Linked DNA regions of Mus musculus: regions 1 and 2 are each linked to region 3. The links are chromatin contacts, called in public ChIA-PET and HiChIP or PLAC-seq maps. All regions are on one chromosome and are shown on one strand. Each heading gives the region's core, a stretch centred on a gene start, on an enhancer-like site or on the middle of the called end of the contact. The rest is flanking DNA. Distances are from core to core; before and after follow the strand shown.

Region 1 (4,334 bases), core at 495-2,994, 390 kb after region 3:
GCCTCTGCCTCCCTAGTGCTGGAATTAAAGACATGTACCACCAAGTCTGACATATTCCTCCATTATCAACGAATTTAAAATATTAAAAGTTCCAAGAACATTTTAACAAACTAGATTTTGGTAAAGGTTATCTGGACTTTTGTTTCCATAAGGTTCTAATGTTAGTTTTAAAATTACACACTCTAACATAAACTATGAACACTCCCTAAAACGTAAAAGAGTAGGTGCACACCTTTAATTCTAGTGATGGGAAGCCTGGTCAATAGAATGAGTTTCAGAACAGCCAGGTCAGCATAGTGAGAAACCTTTTCTCTAAAACTAAAAAAAATGGAGGCTAGAGGTATGGCTCAGCAGTTAAGAGTACTTCTTGTTCTTGCATAGGACGTAGGTTAGAATCCCTGTACCACAGGGAGGCTGATAAGTGTCCATAACTATAGTTCTAGGGAATCCAATACCATCTTCAGGTATTGCACAGACACACAACTTCATATACATAAAATAAAAACATCTTAAAATATAAAAGAAAAAACATACACAATAACAACAACAACATCAACTCATGGAATTGGGGCTCAGGGTCGGTATATGAGGTTTTGGAAATTTTATGTCTAATACCAAATTTTGGGAGGCAAGCCTACTTGATGTAAATTTTATACACCTGAGGCTGGAAAAGAAACTTTCTGTGGTTTAAAGACCAAACATGAATTTCTCCTCTAACCAAATTCTTATCAAAAGAGTTGTTAGTAGAACTTAATAGGACAAGTACCAAGAGAGTCAGTCATGTTACTTAGGTATGCTTTCAAAGCACCTTTAAAAATTCTTCAAAAGTTACTAGATCTAAGGATCTCCTCTTATTCCCGAATATTCAGATTTCAGTCGATTAAGGAGGATCTGGTGGAGTTAATTCTGCTTTCTCCTACCCTCACCTACAAATAACCTCTCCTATCTTGGTAACAGATGAGTTCATAGAGAAATAAGCTCCGCTGGCATCAGAGTCCCCAAGCACAGCCCACCTCTCCTATTCCACATAACAGCTGTGATTACAGTAAGCCACACTCCTGTCACTCCACCAAAACGGTCGGTCCCTTAAAGACAGAAACCCTGTGCTGTCACTCCGTTTCTCTACGTTCTATATACACTCTGCACCAGCCTCGCTGCCAAAGACACGTACGCGCTACCCTAGCACAGGGTAGCTACGGGGACACCGGGGTCCCTCAAACGGGCGCCCGAAGTTACCATTTCCGCACTGCCTCTACTTCCCCCTTTCAATTAAGAGGTGGAGGAGGGAGAAGAAAAGCTTTGAGGCGTGGTGACAAGAGGACGAAAAGCGGCGGACAGGCCCAGCCTCCAGCCCTGCGGTTCCGGAGCTCGCAGGGAACCGGCGGGACCTGAGGACGGAAGACCCGCGCGACAACCACCAGCCCGAGTGGCGGGCGGGCGGACGTGGCGGCGCTGCCGGCGGAGGCTAGGTGGGCGCGGCAGCTTTCGCTCTAGGACTCCGGGAGGCCGTGCCAAGCCTGGGCCGACAGCAGGGCTCCGGGCGCGGCTCCTGCGGTCCCGGCCCAGCCGGCGAGGACGTGGCGAGGGAACCCGGCTCGGCGCTTACCATGGTGAGGCCGCAGGTGGGGCGCGCTGCGCCGCGCTCTGGCTCTGCGGGGACTCGGGCTGCTGCCCAGAGACGCGGAGCTCTGGCCGCTCCGGACCTGCCGCCCCTGACAGGAGCCTCCGCCGCTTCGCCTCTTGCCAAGATGGCGGCCCCAAGCCACGTCTCCAACCGGAAACGGCGCGGGTCAAAGGGCGGGGGGCGGGGCCAGTAAGCTCCGAAGCCAGGAAACTCAGACCCCTGTTAGCCCAGGATTTGCAGGTTTGGCTAGAATTGTGGAGCGTCATTCCTCTGTCCTTTCTTTCTCTTCGCCTGCGTTTATTTGGTGCTGCTTCTTTTTTTTTTTTTTTTTTTTTTTTTTTTAAAGATTTATTTATTATTATATGTAAGTACACTGTAGCTGTCTTCAGACACTCCAGAAGAGGGAGTCAGATCTCGTTACGGATGGTTGTGAGCCACCATGTGGTTGCTGGGATTTGAACTCCGGACCTTCGGAAGAGCAGTCGGGTGCTCTTACCCACTGAGCCATCTCACCAGCCCTTGGTGCTGCTTCTTAAAGTTCGTAAAAACACTCAATGGAATATATAAAATAATCTGTGACCATGAGGAACTAGTATCCTGAATACATAACGTCTAGAACTCCCGTAATAAAGCCGGCATGGTGTCCCCTCACCTGTAATCAATTCCAGGTAAATTAGGAAACTGAGGAGGAAGACCAAAAATTGTCCAGCCGGGCACACGCCTTTAATCCCAGTACTCGGGAGCCAGGGGCAGGACGATCTCTGTAAATTTGAAGCCAGCCTGGTCTACAAAACAAGTCTGGGATAGCCAGAGAGAGCTACACAGAGAAACCCTGTCTTGAGAAGCAAAGCACTAATAAAATACTGACACATACAACATAGATTAGCCTTGAAAACAGGTGTAAAGAAACAGATGCAAAGGCCACTATTTGTTTGCAATGACTAAACCAGGGATATCTGTGAAATTAGAAAGCTTATAAGTGATTTATCGGAGTTCCAGAAGACTAGGACATAGCGGCTAGTGCATTATGTTTGGAATGTAAGTGCCATGGAATTACCCAGAGGCAGATATCCTGAAAGCCACTGAACTGTACGGTTTATCTTCAATATGTAATTATTTTATTTTTAAATCCTATGTGTGTTCAGACATGTGCCTGCGAATGCAGGCGCTGCCTGATATGGGTGCTGGGAATCGAACTGGGGCTTTTTGAAACAGCAACGGATACTCTTGACTGCTGAACCCCCTCTCCAGTCCTGAACTGTATACTTCAAAGGGCTGGGGTTTTTTGTTTGTTTGTTTGTTTGTTTGTTTTAGGGTCCTGAGAGATAGCTCAGCAGTTAAAATCCTATATTGCTCTTGCAGATTTGGTTTTCTCCTGCCTCAAAAAAGAAAGAAAAGAAAATGTATGTTCACAAGTGTCCTTGGTCAGGCGCGCCTTAGAGGCTGTATAACAGAAGTAAAAACAAACGAGGAATCAGCGCGACCTGTGCTTAAATTCTTTTCAGTACTCAAGGCCTTAGTCGTTAGTTAACTCACTACACCTCTCTAAGCCTGTTATTACTCTTTAAACTGGTGGGAGCACATACTTCATAAATTTATAGAGTTAGATAATAGAAAATAAATTAGACTGTATAAGCTAAGTGTTCCACCACAGTAACTGCTCAACAATTTATACTTGTTATTATGGACATAGCATCACAAAGATAAAACCAAAAATAGCAATTCTACTCAAAACATATTTTTGAGGCAGTTTTACTTCCTATACCTGCCTGACCTAGAACTCACTATGTAGATGAGGCTGGTCACGAACACACAGAGGTCTGTCTGCCTTTACATCCTTAGTGTTAAGATTAGAGGCAATTCTCTTTTTAACTTGAAGCAGCACAAAAGAGGTGTGTGCTAGTTAGTAGCCCCAAAATAGAAAACCTTGTGTCCACCAACTGACAAGTGGATAAAGAAAATACTGTATACACCCCAACGAAGCGTTGAGGTGAGCCATCTGCAACAGCTTGGGTGAAACTGGAGAAATTCTGTACATTAAAAAGGAAAAGAAAGGTCTCCCCGGAGAGGGTTAGTCTGTGTAATCCTGGCTGTCTTGGAATTTGCTCTATAAACCAGGCTGGCATTGAACTTAGAGATCTACATGCCTCTGCCTCCCAAGTGCTGAGATTAAAGGCATGTGCCACATACCCATCAGGGACAAAAGCCAGCTCTGGTGACACATGTTTGATCTCAGCACTTGGGAGGCAGAGGCAGGAAACTCGAGTTTAAAGTCTGGGCTGAAGAGATAGACTTAGGGATTTACAAGGACCCTCTGCTGTTCCAGAGGACTAAGGTTCAATTTCTAACACCTACGTGGCAGCTCACAACCATCTATAATTCCGATTCCAAGAGATCGGACACCCTCTTTGTGACTCTGAGGGTACCAGGCTTGTAGATGATGCATAAACATACTTGCAGGTAAAATACCCATACATATAAAAGTAAATAAAATCTTTTTATAAAACTATTTATTTATTTTAGGTATGTAAGTACACTATCATTGTCTTCAGACATGCCAGAGAGAGCATCAGATCCCATTTACAGATGGTTGTATTCTTATCTGCTGAGTCATCTCTCCAGCCCCAATATTTTTTAGGAATTAGAAAAACACTAACAGAAAATAAAATAAAAATTAGCCGGGCAGTGGTGGTGCACGACTTTAATCCCA
Region 2 (4,176 bases), core at 1,468-3,967, 270 kb after region 3:
GGTTCAGTAAACATAAGCTAATTAGGTGAGGTTAAGAATGCCAAGCTTCACCGGGTGTGGTGGCGCTCACCTTTAATGCCAGCACTCGGGAGGCAGAGACAGGCAGATTTCTGAGTTCGAGGCCAGCCTGGTCTACAAAGTGAGTTCCAGGACAGCCAGGGCTAATCAGAGAAACCCTGTCTCGAAAATCAAAAAAAAAAAAAAAAAAAAAAAAAAGAATGCCAAGCTTTGGAGATAACCTGTCTACGTTCGCTTATCCCACCTCCAAGACTCCAAGATTTTCTTTTCTTGTTTGTTTTTTATTTTATTGTTGAGTCAGGGTCTCTTTTTAAAAATTATTTCTTTTATTTATTTTCAATTTCATGTGCATTGGTGTTTTGCCTGCATGTATGTCTCTATGAGGGTGTTGGATCACCTGTAACTAGAGTTGTAGACAGTTGTGAACTGCCACGTGGGTGCTAGTAATTGGACCTAAGTCCTCTGGAGGAGCAGCCAAAGCTCTTGGCCATGGAGCCATTTCTCCAGCCGGGGGCAAGGTCTCTTTATGTAGCCTGAGCTGTCCTAGAAATCACTATATAAGGCAGGCTGACCTTGAACTCAGAGATCTGCCTGCCTCTGCCTCCCCAGTGCTAAGATGAGTGCTGCATCTGACCAACTCTGACTCTGCTTTTCCTGTTTGTTCTGTCTTCTTTTGCTCCCCTCCTATTCTTTCTTGTCTCCCTCTTTACTACTCCTTCTCCATCTCCTTCTCCCTCTCCCCTTGCTCTCCTCTTCCTCCTCTCTTCTGGGTCTCTCTCTTTCCCTTGCTGAGCTGTGGCCCTAGGCATCTTCATCTTCCCTGCACGCTGTCTTGTTCTCGTGTGAGTGGCTGAGCTAGGAGGCAGTGCACCACACAGACCAGGACAAGGCCCTGTAGGACACGGTCCTGTTCCAGTGCTTTGAGGCGGCCCTTTGCTTATCTGACCTGTGCTGTGAAGACACTTCCCAGGTGAGCCCTCCTCTTTTGTCTCAGGCCACAGGCTGGGGTCACATAAGCAGGAAAGTCCAAAGGGAGCAGCTGTGCTGAGGTGGCTGAGGAAGCCCTCCTAGAGCAACAGTTCTCAACCTAGAGGTCGAGACCCTTCGGGGGTCAAATAACCCTTTCACAGGGTTGCCTAGGGCCATCAGAAAACACAGATGTTTGTATCACATTTCATGACAGTAGTAAGATTATAGTAGTAATGAAAGAAAGGCTGCAGCATTCGGAAGACTAAGAGCCACTGTCCTAGAGGGACCTTAGCAATGGACCCCAGGGTTACCATTGCTGCCATGAAACACCATGACCAAAGCAACCTGGCGAGAAGAGGGTTTATTCAGCTTACCCTTATACCTCACCATTTATCACCAAAGGAAGTCAGGACAGGAACTCAAGCAGGACAGGATCCTGGAGGCAGAAACTGATGCAGAGGCGATGGAGTGGTGCTGCTTACTGGCTTGCTCCTCCTGGCTTGCTCAGCCTGCTTTCTTATAGAACCAGGAACCAACCAGAATGGGCTAGGCCCTCCCCCATTAATCACTAATTAAGACAATGCCCTACATTGTCATCTAAGCCCAATCTTATGGAGTCATTGTCTCAGCTGAGGCTCCCTCCTCCCTGATGACCCCAGCTTGAAACAAGTTGACATAAAACTAGCCAGCACATAGATCACGTCTTAGTCAAACTTTCTCTCAAGCTTCAGTGGAGTATTCCTCAGCCACGCGACAGGGACAGGCTGCACAATAGGGCAGGAGGCCAGCTGGAGCATCTCCACCCATAAACAGGACAGGCACCGCCCTCAGCTGGCCACATGCAGTCCTTCTGTCTCACAATAGCTTCTGAAGAGAGCTACCATTAGTCCTGCTTTGCAAAAGAGGAAACTAAGACCCCAACAAACCGTAGTGACTGCAATGGACTTATGGAGACCAAATGAGGCCAAACCAGGGCCTATCTCTTAGGCTCTCAGTGAGAGTGGCCTCAGCAATCTCAGTTGAGTGGTCTGGGGACAGGCTTGGCTGGCCCTCGGCATAGGTGTCTGTGTGGCCAGAGTGGCCGATGGCTTGCAGGTGGCACTGATTGAAAGTGAGTAGGAGGTGTGAGGACCACAAAAACTTCACCACAAAAAAGAATTGTCACGGTCGGGACCGGCTGGGCCCTGGCCTACCTTTACATCTCTCTCTTGTGCTGTTTCTCACCACAACAGAAACTGCTTATCTGCAGGTGCGTAGCTATTCTAGGAGAATGAACGGTGTGTGGCTTCCTATTAGTGTTCAGAGGATCAGTCACACCACCGAGGCCTGCGGTCCCACGGCTCTGGCCCCGCCCAGCACCGGAAGCCTGCAGCTCCGCGGGCTGGAAGCTGATGTTTAGGGCCAGCCTGCAGCCACACTGGCCCTTTCCCCTCCTGCCGAATGGGGCCAAACCGCCCAGCCTGATGGGAGATTTTAGTTTTCAAATGGCATTCTAGTTGGCTACATATAGCGGGGCACGGCAGAGCAGGACACGTGGGGCAGTTTAACAGTTTGCTGTCCATAGATATCTTGTCACGGGTCATGACCTTGACCACCTCAGCACCCCAGGACTGGGACAAAGAAGTCATGTCATTGTGGCATCACCAAACATCCAGAGAACCAGGAGCTCCTTGCCTGAGAAGGCCTTGAAGTGCAGGCGGCTGAGACAGGGGCACACCTGACAGGCAAGAGTGAGGAAGGTAGCTGTTCTACACCAGCAGGGGAGCAGCTGCTGGCATGCCTATGTAGACAACACAGCCTTTAAAAAGTATTTCTTTTATTTTTTGAGACTATAATATCACTGTGTCGTTTCTTCCTTTCATCCCTCCAAGCCTTCCCATACACACCCCTTCTTTCTTTATTTCAAATTCATTGCTTCTCTCTCTCTCTCTCTCTCTTTCTCTCTCTCTCTCTCCCTCTCTCTCTGGTTTGGTTTTTTGAGACAAGGTTTCTCTGTATAGCCCTGGCTGTCCTGGAACTCTCTTTGTAGACCAGGCTGGCCTCGAACTCAGAAATCCACCTGCCTCTGCCTCCCGAGTGCTGGGATTAAAGGCGTGCTCCACCAAGCCCGGCTCATTGCCTCTCTTTTGCATAAATTATTGCTCTCTCTCTCTCTCTGTGTGTGTGTGTGTGTGTGTGTGTGTGTACTTAGATACATAAATACAACCTGTTCAGCTTGTAGAATGCTACTTGTCTGTATGTTTTTAGGGCTGAGCACTTTTAACTCTTCCTGTAGCCTCAGCTGGCCACAGATGAGGCAGGCATGAATACGGAACAGCTCCAAATGGGGCTGCGGTGATGGCACAGACCCCAGAGTGCCTGCCTCACAAGCTGCAGGACCTAAGTTTGGATCTCCAGCACCCCGCCGGTGGTGGCAGTGCCGAGGAGGCAGAGGCAGGAGCATCCCTGGGAATTTCTAGTCCGCCAGTGTAGTCAAGTCGGTGAGCTCTGGGATCTGTAGGAATACCTTCCTCAGACACCAAAATGGAGAGCAATTGAGAAAGAGTTTTCACGCTGACTTCTGGCTTCTGATACACGCACTCCTACATGCACAGAAAGAGACAGAGGACAAGACCTTGTCACCTGGCTGGAAATGTTATGGACATATGGGTCCTAATGGGAAGTGGGGCTTGGGGGGAGGGGGTTGTGGTTTTTTCTTTTGTTTTTGTTTATTTGTTTTATGCTTGTTTGTTTGTTTGTTGTTTTTCAAGACAGGGTTTCTCTGTGTAGTCCTCACTTGTCCTAGAACTTACTCTATAGACCAGGCTGACCCCAAACTTAGAGATCAACAAGGACCACTCTGCAGAGGGTGCCATTAAAGATGCCACTCAGCCGCAGACAGGACAGAAATCTGAGAAACAGTGACTTAAATAGGGAGGAAGTGTGTTCATCTCATTTGACAGGAGCCTAGGACATTAGTGGGTTAAAGAGACTGTGCAGCACAAGAGACTAAAGCAGGAGGATGGCCGTGAGTTGGAGCCAACCTGGGACACTTAGTTCTTCACCGGCTTGCGCTATGAGAACTTATCCCAGAAAAAAAAAAAAAAAAGCAAAACCATGGCTCTAGAGAGTCTGTACTGCTCTTCTGAGGACCTGAGTTCCCAGCACTCATGTCAGGCCCTCACAACAGCCTGTAAGCCCAGCTTCAGG
Region 3 (4,138 bases), core at 248-2,747:
TGTTTCATGAGAGACCCTGTCTAAAAAAATAAATAAGGCAGAAATTGATAGAGCAGGACATCTAATGTTCTTTTCTGGACTCAGCACACACACACAAACACAAATGCCATATGTGTGTACAGCACACACAAAATGAAAAAAGCGAAACTCAACAGAATCGACAACTTACACATCTATCACTGGCAGATAAAGCCCACATTATGCACTGTTGTACACAATGTTGTACAGTAGTAACGAGGGAAATCCCACTGACACAGAAAATTCTTAGTTGAAAAATAGCAAATAATTGCTTTTTTTGTTATTGTTCGAAAAATGTTACTTTTCTAGAAAGAGATATGTGTATCATAATGAGCAGGAAGTTACATATCATGCTACAGATAAGAGTGGGAGGTTGTGTCAGGGGACTTACTTTTATTTATAAATCTTTTCTCTGGGTAGCAGTGTGTGTGTTTGGTTGGTTTCGTTTTTGAGACAGAGTTTCTCTGGGTAGCCTTGGTTGTTTGTTGTGGAACTTGCTCCGTAGACCAGGATGGCCTCAAGCAGGTAGAGATCTGCTTGCCTCTGCCTCCCAAGTGCTAAGATTAAGGCCACCACCACCAGTCCGTTCCTAATCTTTACATCACATGAATACTCATTTTTTAAAAAAAGATTTATTTATTATTATATGTAAGTACACTGTCTTTAGACACACTAGAAGAGGGAGGGCATCATATCTCATTATGGGTGGTTGTGAGCCACCCACCATGTGATTGCTGGGAATTGAACTCCGTACCTTTGGAAGAGCAGTCAGTGCTCTTACCCACTGAGCCATTTCACCAGCCCGAATACTCATTTCTTTTCTTAATTTTTGAACGGTGTTGTTGATGGAATCCAGAGCCTTAACTACGCCAGACAAGAGCTGTATCTCTGAGCTATTTTCCCAGCCCTGAACCATTCCTAAGAAGAAACAATGACGGTACCAAAGGTCAAGCCAATTAAAGTCTTATTTTTTAGTTTGCAATATCGTCTCTCGTACTATTGGGGTTCAGAGTTAAAGCCAATCCGTCACAAACACGGTTTATCTCCGGCCCATCAGCGAACATCATTCTTGTGGCTTAGGTTTTTCAATGAACCCATAAAGTTGGAGTGGTCCCCTGTTATCTTGCCCAAGTCCAGGGCACACGCATGCGCCTCTTCCGCGTCGCCGCAGCGAATGCAGCTCAGTATGATTCCGTCGCGCGGATGCCCCAGGTAACCGGAAGAAGGCCAAGGACTTCGCAATCCACGAGAGCACCTGCTCCCACGCGGGGTTCCGCTAGGGTTCCGCATCGAAGCGTCCGGCACCGATGCTGGCAGAAGTCCCGCGAGGAGTAACCCGGCCGCGAACCGTGACGTGGCCCAATCCGCAGCCAGCTCTGGCAGTTTCGTCCCAACCGGTACTCAGGCCCAGCTGCGTCCTCGAGGGGCGGGGCCGCAGAGGGGCGGGTCTTCTACGTGGACCAATGGGGTCTCGCGCCGGGTCTCGTGGGCGGTGCTAAGTGCGCGGCGCAGGGCCGAGCGGCAGGGGCGCCAATGAGCGTGCGCCGCGTCCGGGGCCGGCTGGTGCGCGAGACGCCGCTGAGAGGTTGGTGGCCACTGTAACAGTTTGCAAACGAAGGGGAGTTGTGAAGGGCCCGGGGTTGGGGTCGTGCTGCTGGCCGTGTGGGTACGTCCTCGCCGCCTTGATCCCGGAGCGAAGGACACAGGAGCTGAAGGCCAGAGGGAGCGGGGGTGAGGATGGAGCAGCCGTCGGGCCGCGGCTCCTAGGGGAGGCAGCGTGCTAGCTTCGGGGGCGGGCCGGTAGCCGGAGCGAGGGCCGCACGGACACCGGTCCCTTCGGTCCTGAAGTTCAGGCGCTGAGCTGCCCCCTCGCGCTCAGGGTGGGCCTGAATCCATTTCTGGGAGTGGGATCTTCCACCTTCGTCAGGTGAGGTTTAGGTGAACATCCACCCGGCTTGTAACCTTAGCCTGCACAACGTCTGCGTAGGCAGCGTGGCCCAGGAGTGGGATGGGCAAGGAGGGTGGGCTGGACAATGCTCAGGGAATTCAGAGAAGGGGACAAACCCTTCTGTGCCAGCCATCCCCAACGTCATCACCTTCCAGTTCCTGCCCAAGCTCAACCTGGCTTTCCCGGCCACCCGGGAACCCCAGGTGTGAGGTATTTGAGCCGATTTCGAGGGTCCTGGCCAAGCTCCAGGTGTCTGACAGGTACAGTGCTGTGGTGTGCCGATTGCTTACCTGTACGTAGACCGAAAAAAGGTCAACTCTTATTTGTCTAAGTAAGTGGTGGAGGGCCCTTTTGCTTCGGCCCGAATGTGAGACACTTGGGAGGATGTTTAAAATGATTGAAACTCCTCAGGAAGGAAGAGAAGAGGTCGAGCTGCTGTGCTTTTTTGCCAAAGTGCAACAGATAAGAATCTTTGAGCTTGTCTGTTCTGGGATGTGGTTCTGTTTCCTTCTTCATTCAGCATCCAGTTACAAGTGTTTTTCCTTTCCCATTAGGGTCACAATGGCAGCCACAGTAAGAAGGCAGAGGCCAAGGAGGCTACTCTGTTGGGCCTTGGTGGCTGTCCTCTTGGCAGACCTGTTGGCACTGAGCGGTATGTACCTGGCTAAGGTGTTAAAGAAGAATGGAAGGATAAGAGGGCACAAGGTGCCTACTCGAGTTTGGGGTTGCTGGATCTAGCCTTTTTCTTTGTCTTTGCCATGGAAAGCAGGCTGCTTCCATTGATTTGCCTTAGGAAGGCAGGAGGGTGTGGGAAGCAGAGAACTGACAGAGAAACCTACATTCTGTCTTCCCTTCAGACACATTGGCTGTGATGTCTGTAGACCTGGGCAGTGAATCCATGAAGGTGGCCATTGTCAAGCCTGGAGTGCCCATGGAGATTGTATTGAACAAGTAAGAGTAGATCTGGGTCAGGGGTGTGTTTATAATTTATAGTGCCCACTTCAGACTGTGATGGCTGAGCCCCCGTATGAGATCTGGTGGCGTCTGGCTTCATAGTCTGCTGCAGGCAGCTGGGCTAATGCTGCTTTTTCTTAGGGAATCTCGGAGGAAAACTCCAGTGACTGTGACCTTGAAAGAAAATGAAAGGTTTTTAGGTGATAGTGCAGCCGGCATGGTGAGTAACAGCCCTAGCCAGATTCGTTCCCTCAGAGGCTAGCCTTTTATCTAGCTGGATGAAGTAGAGGCAAGGTAAGGTAGGTTTGGGCCTAAGAATTGGCTGGGTCTCCTCCTTTCAGGCCATCAAGAACCCAAAGGCTACGCTCCGTTATTTCCAGCACCTCCTTGGAAAACAGGCGGATAACCCTCATGTGGCCCTTTACCGGTCCCGTTTCCCAGAACATGAGCTAATTGTTGACCCACAGAGGCAGACTGTGCGCTTCCAGATCAGTCCGTGAGTGTCCAGAGTGGGAAGGAAGCCCCTTGTTGGCGCATGTGTCCGTGGTTATTGGGCTTGGTGTTTGCCTTCCTGGACCTCACCTCCTCCTCCTCCCCTCAGGCAGCTGCAGTTCTCTCCCGAGGAGGTACTGGGCATGGTTCTGAACTACTCCCGTTCCTTGGCTGAAGATTTTGCTGGTGAGCATCAAGGTGGTGCTGGTGGCAGTGGGACTTCCCAAATGTACAGTGAATAGCAAGCAGAGCCTCTTTGATTTCTTATTGAAAATTGGACCATACCGGAAGACATGTTTGGTTGTCACAAGCTCGGGACGGGCTCCTGGCATCTAGTATGTAGAGGATAGGGAGGCCCGGTAAGAGTCAGTGGTACTGTGTTGGACATCCTGGTCTGATGTTTGGGGTTGCTGAGATCCTGCTCTTTGTCCTTGTAGAACAACCCATTAAGGATGCAGTGATCACCGTGCCAGCCTTTTTCAACCAGGCTGAGCGCCGAGCTGTGCTGCAGGCTGCTCGGATGGCTGGCCTCAAGGTGCTGCAGCTCATCAATGACAACACTGCCACAGCCCTCAGCTACGGTGTCTTCCGCCGGAAAGATATCAATTCCACTGCACAGGTGAGCCACTGAATACATACAACACCGAGTATGAGGGTGGAGGATCCTTGACCCATTTTTGCATCTTTTTTGCATGGCCATCCCTTGACAAATTGTGACAAATAGCT

Evidence for each region. ChIA-PET counts read pairs in DNA pulled down with a chosen protein or histone mark. HiChIP or PLAC-seq counts read pairs in DNA pulled down with a chosen protein or histone mark.
Region 1: a contact with region 3 is called in an RNA polymerase II ChIA-PET map of memory CD8 T cells, with 72 read pairs. The contact joins the promoter of Arcn1 here to the promoter of Hyou1 in region 3. A contact is called at or near these places in 1 of 39 promoter capture datasets (pre-B cells), 3 of 115 datasets of contacts at active chromatin or transcription factors (bone marrow-derived macrophages, effector CD8 T cells and memory CD8 T cells) and 2 of 9 other capture datasets (adipose tissue and liver).
Region 2: a contact with region 3 is called in an H3K4me3 HiChIP or PLAC-seq map of bone marrow-derived macrophages, with 2.9 times the contacts expected there. The contact joins the enhancer-like site here to the promoter of Hyou1 in region 3. A contact is called at or near these places in 9 of 39 promoter capture datasets (the 3T3-L1 cell line, 3T3-L1-derived adipocytes, the HPC-7 cell line and 5 more), 2 of 484 Hi-C or Micro-C datasets (differentiating embryonic stem cells and embryonic stem cells), 2 of 115 datasets of contacts at active chromatin or transcription factors (bone marrow-derived macrophages and effector CD8 T cells) and 3 of 9 other capture datasets (adipose tissue, liver and pancreatic islet).

What each region holds. Positions count from the first base shown.
Region 1 is chr9:44,766,064-44,770,397 of GRCm38.p6, forward strand. Arcn1 (archain 1) reads right to left here and starts at 1,745. Exons shown (of 10, transcript NM_145985.4): 1 at 1,607-1,745. The coding sequence starts at 1,609.
Region 2 is chr9:44,643,879-44,648,054 of GRCm38.p6, forward strand. No RefSeq gene overlaps it. Among named protein-coding and RNA genes, the nearest start is that of BC049987, 26 kb to the right of the region's middle. Within about 2 kb of position 2,718, at least 107 of the 459 cell types and tissues checked have an H3K27ac peak or open chromatin away from gene starts, as enhancers often do. A contact at or near this core is called in bone marrow-derived macrophages, differentiating embryonic stem cells, effector CD8 T cells and 1 more, where this site is marked.
Region 3 is chr9:44,377,993-44,382,130 of GRCm38.p6, forward strand. Hyou1 (hypoxia up-regulated 1) reads left to right here and starts at 1,498. Exons shown (of 26, transcript NM_021395.4): 1 at 1,498-1,603; 2 at 2,521-2,618; 3 at 2,824-2,917; 4 at 3,062-3,140; 5 at 3,262-3,416; 6 at 3,522-3,598; 7 at 3,850-4,031. The coding sequence starts at 2,528.